Linked DNA regions of Mus musculus: region 1 is linked to region 2. Evidence: chromatin contacts called from public HiChIP or PLAC-seq data. All regions are on one chromosome and are shown on one strand. Each heading gives the region's core, a stretch centred on a gene start, on an enhancer-like site or on the middle of the called end of the contact. The rest is flanking DNA. Distances are from core to core; before and after follow the strand shown. Region 1 has its middle 22 kb from the start of Actb. Region 2 has its middle 6.7 kb from the start of Gm31068.

Region 1 (4,119 bases), core at 286-2,785, 560 kb before region 2:
AAGAAACAGGGGAAGAGGTAGCTCACTCAGTTCGGGACAGCCATTTTGTCTCTTTGTTTCTAGAAAGTATCTTTTCTTGAGGCAAGGTCTCATTGTTGCCTTGGCTGGCTTGGAACTTGGTATGATGGGCTTTGAACTCTTGATCCTCCTGCCCCTCTGCCTCCCTAGTGCTAAGATTATAGACCTGCATTGCCCGCCACACCAGGTAAGACATTTCCAATCTATGGAAAAGTACAGATCTGAAGGAATACAAGCATGGTGCCCACAGACCAACTGTTTCTTCCCCAGCTAAAAGCACTGACAGCATTCAATTCCCAGCATCCCCATGGTGGCTCACAACTGTCTGTAGCTCCAGCTCGAGTGCCTTCTTCTGGCCTCGAAGGCACCGTCTGCACCTGGTACACAGACACTCATATAGACAAAAACACCCATGCCCATTAAAAATTAATATTTTTTTTTAAAAGATTTATTTATTTATTATATGTAAAGTACACTGTAGCTGTCTTCAGACACTCCAGAAGAGGGTGTCAGATCTCGTTACAGATGGTTGTGAGCCACCATGTGGTTGCTGGGATTTGAACTCTGGACCTTTGGAAGAGCAGTCGGGTACTCTTACCAACTGAGCCATCTCACCAGCCCGAATATTTTTTTTAAAAATCCAAAAATCCAAACAGGTCAGTGCCTACCTGGATACAGAACAGGTTCGGGCCAGCCTGGGCAACATATTGAAATCCTGTCTCAATATAAATGGTTAAGAAAATAATAAAATAAGTCATGCATTATGGGGCAGAGCTTTAATTCCAGTACTCGGGAGGCAGAGGCAGCCAGAGGCCTGCCTGGTTTATGTGGCTCTTGGAAGGTGGAGACTGCAGAATGACTTCAAGGCCCAGCTGTATACTGTTTATGCCAGCGCTCCAGAAGCAGGTAGATTTCTGAGTTTGAAGCCAGCCTGGTTTACAGAGTGAGTTCTAAACCAGCCAAAGCTACATAGTGAAACCCCGTCTCAAAAAAAAAAAAAAAAAAAAAACAAGAAAGAAAGGGTTCAAGGCCAGCCTGACGACCTACACAAGATCTTATTTCAAAGAAATACAGTCTAGAACATTCAGAGGGGGAGCACTGGGCTAGCACGGATGAGGTACTTGCTCCAACACCAACAAACAATGCTCTCCTAACCTCTTTATCCAAGCTCCCTCCCAGCTCCAGGGTAACAGCTGTGCCTTCTGGAAGCCCTTCATGCATTCCTAAGCCCAAAGTAATGGCTTACTCTTGAGATTCCAGCACTCCGAGGCTAAGGCAGGCTAGCCTGGGCTATCTGAGATTCCCTGCCTTCACCCAACCCCCACCCCATCCCCACTTTCTCAAACACAAGCCCGGGTGTGTGCCCGCGGACCCTTAGCGGTCCCCTCTGCAGGGCGCCGGCACCGCGGATCCCCTTAGGGGAATCGGAGCCATTTCGAAAGGCAGGACCACACCTCACATCCCCTGCGGGCTTCGCTCTCGAAACGGGAAGTCGGCGGAGGAAGTCGCGCGGGCAGCCGCCGGCCGCCGCCGCATGACTAAGTTTGGCGCGACTTGCGCTCCTTGCCTTTTATGGACGACTCGTGGGCAGCGGCCGCGGGCGGGGATCAGAGGGAGGGGACACCCCAGCCCCCCAACCCTGCCAAACCCCAGTTCCCACTACAAACCCAGCTGTGCACCGCTCTCCCCATCTGCAGGCCAGGCCCCTCCCTCCTTGAAGTACAGAAATGGAAACTGAGGCTCTGAGCTTAGATGGAGAGCGGCTCAGGGTCCTGCATAGTACTTGAGGCCAAAGGACAGCCAAGGGCCCCAGCTCTCCAGCCCCTTGGCCTGGTTGGATGACTGACATTCCCAAGGCGGGTGGGGAGGGAGGCAGGACAGAGCTTCTTTAGAGAATTGAACCTAGGGCCTAGAACATTCCACCAGGCTGTAGCCACAGCCTTGCTTTTTCTTTTCTTCTTTTTTAAAAATTGTATTTATGGGGGACTTTTGGGATAGCATTGGAAATGTCATTGATGAAGATACGTAATAAAAAAAATTGTATTTATGGCCTGGCATGGTGACACTGACCTTCCAGCAACTGGAGAGGCATTGGCAGGCAGATCTCTGTGAGTTCGAAGCCAGCCTGGTCATAGTGAGTTCCAGGACAACCAGGGCTACCTACTGAAACTCTCTCAAAACCAAAAAAACCAACAATAACCAACAACAGCTATTTGCATGGCATTCTCTTTATTATTATTATTATTATTATTATTATATTAGACAAAGTCTCACTGTATATTCTTGGCTAGCTTTGAAATCACAGAGATCTGTTTGCCTCTGTCTCCCTGAGTGCTGGGATTAAAGCCCTGTGCCACACACACTCCTAGCTAAGATTTATTGATTTATTTATTTAGTGGTTTTGGAGTGATATAGGGTCTCATTGTGTAGACCTGGCTGGCCTAGAACTCACAGACATCTATAGCAAAGGTGTGTGGCATGGAGTGGTGGTGCACATCTGGCAATTCATTTTGTTTGACTATGTGTATGAGTGTGTGTTTGTAGGTGGGTATGTGCATGTAACTGTTGGTGCCCATGGGAGCCAGACATATAGGATCCCCTGGAATTAGAGTCACAGGCAGTTGGGAGCCACCAGACATGGGTGCTGGGAGTCAAACACAGGACCCCTGTGAGATCAGCAAGTGCTCCTAACCACTGAGCCACCTCTCCAGCCCCTATCAGTCATTTGTTTTTGAGATTGGGTTTCACATAGCCCAGGCTTCCCTCTGCCTCCCTATGGAGGCAAGGATGACCACTAATTTCTGGTCCTTCTGCCTTCACCTTCCAAATGCTGGCATTACTGACAGGTATCGTCATATCCGGTTTACGCTACCCTGCGCTGAGGGTCTGAGTCCCACATCTCATGCCTGCTTGACCAGTGCTCTTCTGTGGGAGCTATGTTCCCCGCCCTCCAACCCTCTTTACTTTTTGTGGGGCGGGGGGCGAAGTGGAATGGAGGCACGCTGCTAAATTGACCAGACTGTCCTAGAACTCATGACCGGCTCCAGCTTTGCCCTTCCAAGTAGCTAGTACAGGGGCACCATCAGGCCACACTGGAACTTTGTGTGATGAGCTTCCAAGTTTTGATCCTGGCCTCGCTGTGTCTATGGTCCTGGAGGAGTAGGCTTCTCAGAGGAGACTTGGAGTTTGAGCCTTGGCAGGAAGCATCCCCGCTGACAAACAGGGATACTGAAGCTGTAGACAAAAAGTTGGGTGTGGAGACTCACTTGTAAGCTCAGCACTGAAGAAAGCAGGAGGATTGCTACAAGTTCCAGGCCAGCTTGGACTGCAGGGTGAATCTGAGGTCAGTCTCATTTGGAGAAAGACTTGTCTCCAGAAACACTAATGGAAGGCAGACATGGCGGCCCTCTTATGTAGACACAGCACTTAGGAGGCAGAGCCAAGGGAGCACAGCAATTTGGGGATGAGCCTAATCTAGGCAGCAAGTCCCTGGCTAGCCAGGGATACAGAGCTACGTCTCTGCTCAAACAAACAAACAAAAACAAAGAATAACAACAAACTCCCAGTTGATCCCGGTGGCATGAACCTGTCATCTCAGATGCTACGGAGGCAGGAGGATTGGAAGTTAAAGCCAGCCCTGGCAATTTAGTGTGATTCTGTCCTGAGAGAAAGGGAAGGGAGGCTGACAGGATGTTGCTCAGTGTGATAGAGACCTCTTGACTAGTATGTGAAAGACCTGGGTTTAATCTTCAGCAGGGAGAGACACAGAGAGAGACAGAAACCAAGAGAGGGAGACAGACAGAGACCCGGGGGGAGGGGTTGCGGTGTGTGTGGGGGGGGGAGAATTTGTAAAAGAGACCAAGGTAGCCCCTTGGGGCCCCAGGGCATCTTTTGCCTATGACACCCTAATTACCACAAATCCACAGCCCAGGTCTGGCCACCCTGGGGCTTCAGTCAGTATTTTCTGCCCAATTTGGGAACAAGAGAGAAGAAAGCGAGAAATGTCCGCAGGGTCCTGTGCAGGAGCCTGTAGTGGGGTTCCCAGATAGGGATCTCATGAACCCCCAGGTGCTGGGGCTTCATCCTGTTTCCCCAGGTTGG
Region 2 (4,462 bases), core at 1,952-4,451:
TGGCAGCAGGCAGCAGACATGGCTGCTGGGACAGATGCTGAAGCCTCCTATCTTTACTAGCAAGCAGGAAGTAGAGAGCCCAGACACGGTGACGCACTTCCTCCATCAAGGCCACATCTCCTGAGCGTCCCTAAACAGTACCATTAATTGGGAAATCAAGCTTTCAAACACTCAAGACTATGGGAGACGTCATCGAAACAATAGGTATAAATGTAAATATTTAGAAGGCAGTTTGATAACATATCTACTTCGAAAAACAATAGTAAGGCCTCTATTCTCTTGGGCCTATGGTCTCCCTAGCTGTGGCTTTTAGATCTCCTCTTTCTCTTCCTCCTCCTCTTCTTCCTCCTCCTTCTCTTCTTCCTTCTCCTCTTCCTCTTCTTTTTGTTTGTTTCATTTTGCTTTTGAGACAGGGTTTCTTTGTACAGCCCTGGTTGTCCTAGAACTAGCTTTCTAGACTAGGCTGGCCTGGAATCCTGAGTGCTAGGAATAAAGGCATGTGGATGTGGTGGTCATTCCGGCCATTCCTAAAGCATCATTGAGTGGCATATGAGTGGGAGACTGTGTAGCCAGCCCAACCTCATCAATGTGGGTATTTCCCATGCAGTCACTGCATGCTTCACTGCAGTTGGCAGGTAGAGAAAGGACGCGGCGTTTTCTGAGCTCAGGCCTCCAGCTTTGTTGTTACTGTTCATTTATAAATTATTATTATTTTTAGTGCATATGTGTGTGCATGCTTGTGTGTGTGTGTGCACATAGGCATGCTGTTGTGGCCAGAGGAAGACATTATATGTTTCCCTTGATCAAATTAAAACATAATGTGAAGATTAATAAGGTGTGTGCTCTGTCATCCTGCAGAGGCATCCTTGTTATTTGGTCTGGGACATCTATGCCCTGGTTCTTAGGCCTCAGACTCAGTTTGGAACTACCCCATGCATGGACTTCTCGGGGCCTTGCAACTGGAGGATGTGGGGCTTTCTGGTCTCCACAGTCATGCGAGACAACCTCATAAACCTCTTCCTATCCATTTCAATCATCATCATTATCTGCATCAGCAGCATCATTATCATCGAATAAGCCATATAGCTTGTGTGTGGAAGTCACAGGATAACTTTGTAACACTGTTTCTCCTCCCACCTCTAGGTGGGTTTGGGGATTGAACTCAGATCCTTAGCCTTGCAAGACAAGCACCTTTATTCGCTAATCCCTTCCCCTCCCCATCATTGTCTCGTGTAGCCTAGGGTGGATTAGATTGACCTCCCTATGATGACCTTGATCCTTCTGATCTCATCTCCTGATCCTACACGCTCCACCCTTCTTTCTATCTCTCTGTGTGTCCCATCTGTTGTCATTAAAATAGCGAGACTAATACTTGTATAAGAGTACAAATACACATGGATGGATGTATATGTGTGAGATATTTTGAGTAAGGGCTCTTGTAGCTCAGGCTAGCCTTGAGACCCCTAAGTAGTTAGGAATGGCCTTGCATTCCTGCTCTTCCTGCCTCCACCTCCCAGGTGCTGGGATTTTACATGTGCACCGTTGTACCTGGCAGTCGATAGAACCGTCACACCTAATAAATGAAACAAGCAGGTAACTCAAACAGTGGTAGGGTGGCCTCCCATCAGGCCAGCACGGGAATCAGCAGAAGCCAGTGGCCATGTCTGAAGTGAGCTTGTCTGCGCTTGATTTACCTGTTTACAAATGCACAGCGAGGGCTGAGAGGTGTCTGTAAAGCTATGGTGGACAAAGAGCGCTTTCAGGCAAGCCATTGCCAGCAAGCCTGTGGGAGGCTGGGCAACCACTACCTTGCTGGCTCATGAGACTCTCCTAAAATGAGTTTCCCAGGAACTGGAGACCTTGCAGAATCCCGCTTATAAAGGAGAGAAGGGGCCTGGCCCTGGGATCAGCATCAGCTGAGACCGGTTCAGGGCAAGAGCCCAGCTCTCCTCTCTTTAGGCTTGGCCTCCTGTGGCAAAAATGAAAGGAGTAAGCTGTGCTTGGCTCCACTGATAAAAGGAAAATGGTGGTGATGGTGGGGAGAGATGGCTCAGCAGGACATTAACATATAGACGTAAATTAAAAATAAAACAAATCTAAAAGGCAGAGAAGACACTGTCCTCAGGTGCACAAACACACATGTAGACATGAACATATGCATTAAAAAGAAAACAAGTCTAAAAGGCAGAGAAGACACTGGCTGTTGGCCTCTGGTTTCCATACACATGTGTGAGTGTACACCTCTTTATTTCCCTACAAACCCTCGGAAGCCAAACCTAACATTTACCAACGACTGAACAATATAGCATTCCTTACCAGTTAACACTGAACACTGGGGAGGTGGAGACGAGCTGCGACTTAAGGCCACGTCTGAAGAAGGAAGGAATGGAATATTTGTTTTTACTTTTCTTTTTTTAAAAATCTTTCTCTAAAAATTTGTTCTCTCTTCTTCGTTTCTTTAGGAAGTGAGATTTTTGTTTCTTTTTTTGCCTATGCTCTCATTGTGTACCTAAAAAAAACCAAAAACATTCAATCGGGTCTTTTTGATTTCTAAAAAGACAAGGGAGGGGTTGTGAGGGCCCTCCCTCACCCAGGCTGCTTTCCTAGAGTTCACAGGGCTTTTGGTCACGTCCGTCTGCTCCCCCTCCTTCCGTCCTTCCGTCCAGTCAGGCTTCTCTTGTTTGTTTGTACGAGTCTAGGAGGCCCAAGGATCTATGCGGTTGGCAGAGAGAGGGGTTTGTGGGCTGAAATCTTTCTGCTTGGGTCTCCGCAAAGCTCTTCCTGCTTAGAAAAGAGGTTTTTGTGTGTCTCCCTTTTTTGGCCTCTGAGGCACGGGGGTGGGGGTGGGGGGCGGGGGTGATTAATAGAAGGCTACCTCAAGATTTCAATAGGGCCACAGCGTGAGCTCCCAGGGCCGGCAGGGCCTTTGTTCCGCAGAAATCTGCGATAAAGCCTTGGTGGCTGCCTGCTTGCAACCCGGGGTCCTCGTTCTGTCTGTGCCAGGCCAATCTCACGACCTGAGCAGCTTGGGAAGGTCGGGGCTAGAGCTGGAGCACAACAATTCTAGATTTCTTTTGTGAGACCCCACAGAGGGGAGATCGTGTGTGAGGGTGGGACTGGTCACCCTGAGAGTCCTGGGTAAAGGGGACAGGCAGCTCCTTCCCTGGGTTTCTGTGATAGAAGTGTGCCAGAAAAAAATGAAGGCCTATGAATGGGACACAAGACACAGGGCTCCCAGCACTGCTAACCTTCAGACAGGGTGTGAGGTCAGCCTAATACCACAACAGAAGCTTTCGCTTGCGCGGACCTGAGGGCTCATGGGAGGTGATGAGACTCGATGGTGTTAGACAGCAACAGCAAGGGAGACATTAGTCAGCAGGTGGGATGGGTCCCTCCTGGGTGTAAAACGTACTTCTTGGAGGTTAAATAGGGGTCATTAGAAGTTATTATGGTCCATGAAAGCAAGGATCAAATGGGATATTTAATTTTTTTTTCTTTTTTCCTCTCTCTTTTTTTTCTCTCCCTCTCCCTCTCAGTGTTGAGGACTGAACCCAGTGTTTCTGGCATGCTAGGCAGGTGCTCTACCACTGAGCCACACCCCAGTCCCTCCCTGGGAGATTCTAGGCAGGGGATCTACCACTGAGCCACACCCCAGCCCCTCACTGGGGGATTCTAGGAAGGAGCTCTACCACTGAGCCACGCCCCAGCCCCTCACTGGGGGATTCTAGGCAGGGGCTCTACCACTGAGCCACACCCCAGCCCCTCACTGGGGGAGTCTAGGCAGGGGCTCTACCACTGAGCCACACCCCAGCCCCTCAATGGGGGATTCTAGGCAGGGGCTCTACCACTGAGCCACACCCCAGCCCCTCACTGGGGGATTCCAGGTGGGTGAGCTACTAATGAGCTTCAACCCAATCCTCTTTGACTTTCCTTTTGAGACAAGGTCTTACTAAGTTACCTGGGCAGGTCTTGAGCTCCGGTCACACAGGCAGGCCTTGAAATTGCTGTCCTCCTGCATCAACCTACTGAGTACCAGCCCTGGCTCCTTCCTCCATTTTGGCTCCATGTTGACCTGTAGTCTATCAGAGAATCCTGTCTGTGCTCAGGGTGGTGTCCTTGTCTCAGCGGCTGGACCCCCATATGTCCTCTGGGACACACCCTCACAGGAGTAAGTGTCCTTTACTCATCTCCTAGGCAGCTCAACGTCTGCATACGTTCTGATTATTATGTGTGTGTTTATGAGTGTGGGTACACATAATCTTACAAATGTATGTCCTAATGATGGTTACTACTGTAATAAAAAACCATGACTAAAGCCACGTGGGGAGCAAAGGGTTTATCTGGCTGACATTTCCACATCACTGTTCATCCTCAAAGGAAGTCAGGCCAGGAACTCAAACAGAGCAGGAACCTGGAGGCAGTAGTCGATACAGAGGCCATGGAGGGATGCTGCTTACTGGCT

The links. HiChIP or PLAC-seq counts read pairs in DNA pulled down with a chosen protein or histone mark.
Region 1: an H3K27ac HiChIP or PLAC-seq map of microglia shows a contact between it and region 2, with 4 times the contacts expected there. The contact joins two enhancer-like sites. A contact is called at or near these places in 1 of 484 Hi-C or Micro-C datasets (CD8 T cells) and 1 of 115 datasets of contacts at active chromatin or transcription factors (microglia).

Annotation. Positions count from the first base shown.
Region 1 is chr5:142,926,662-142,930,780 of GRCm38.p6, reverse strand. No RefSeq gene overlaps it. Among named protein-coding and RNA genes, the nearest start is that of Actb, 22 kb to the right of the region's middle. Within about 2 kb of position 1,535, at least 285 of the 459 cell types and tissues checked have an H3K27ac peak or open chromatin away from gene starts, as enhancers often do. A contact at or near this core is called in CD8 T cells and microglia, where this site is marked.
Region 2 is chr5:142,370,155-142,374,616 of GRCm38.p6, reverse strand. No RefSeq gene overlaps it. Among named protein-coding and RNA genes, the nearest start is that of Gm31068, 6.7 kb to the right of the region's middle. Within about 2 kb of position 3,201, at least 81 of the 459 cell types and tissues checked have an H3K27ac peak or open chromatin away from gene starts, as enhancers often do. A contact at or near this core is called in CD8 T cells and microglia, where this site is marked.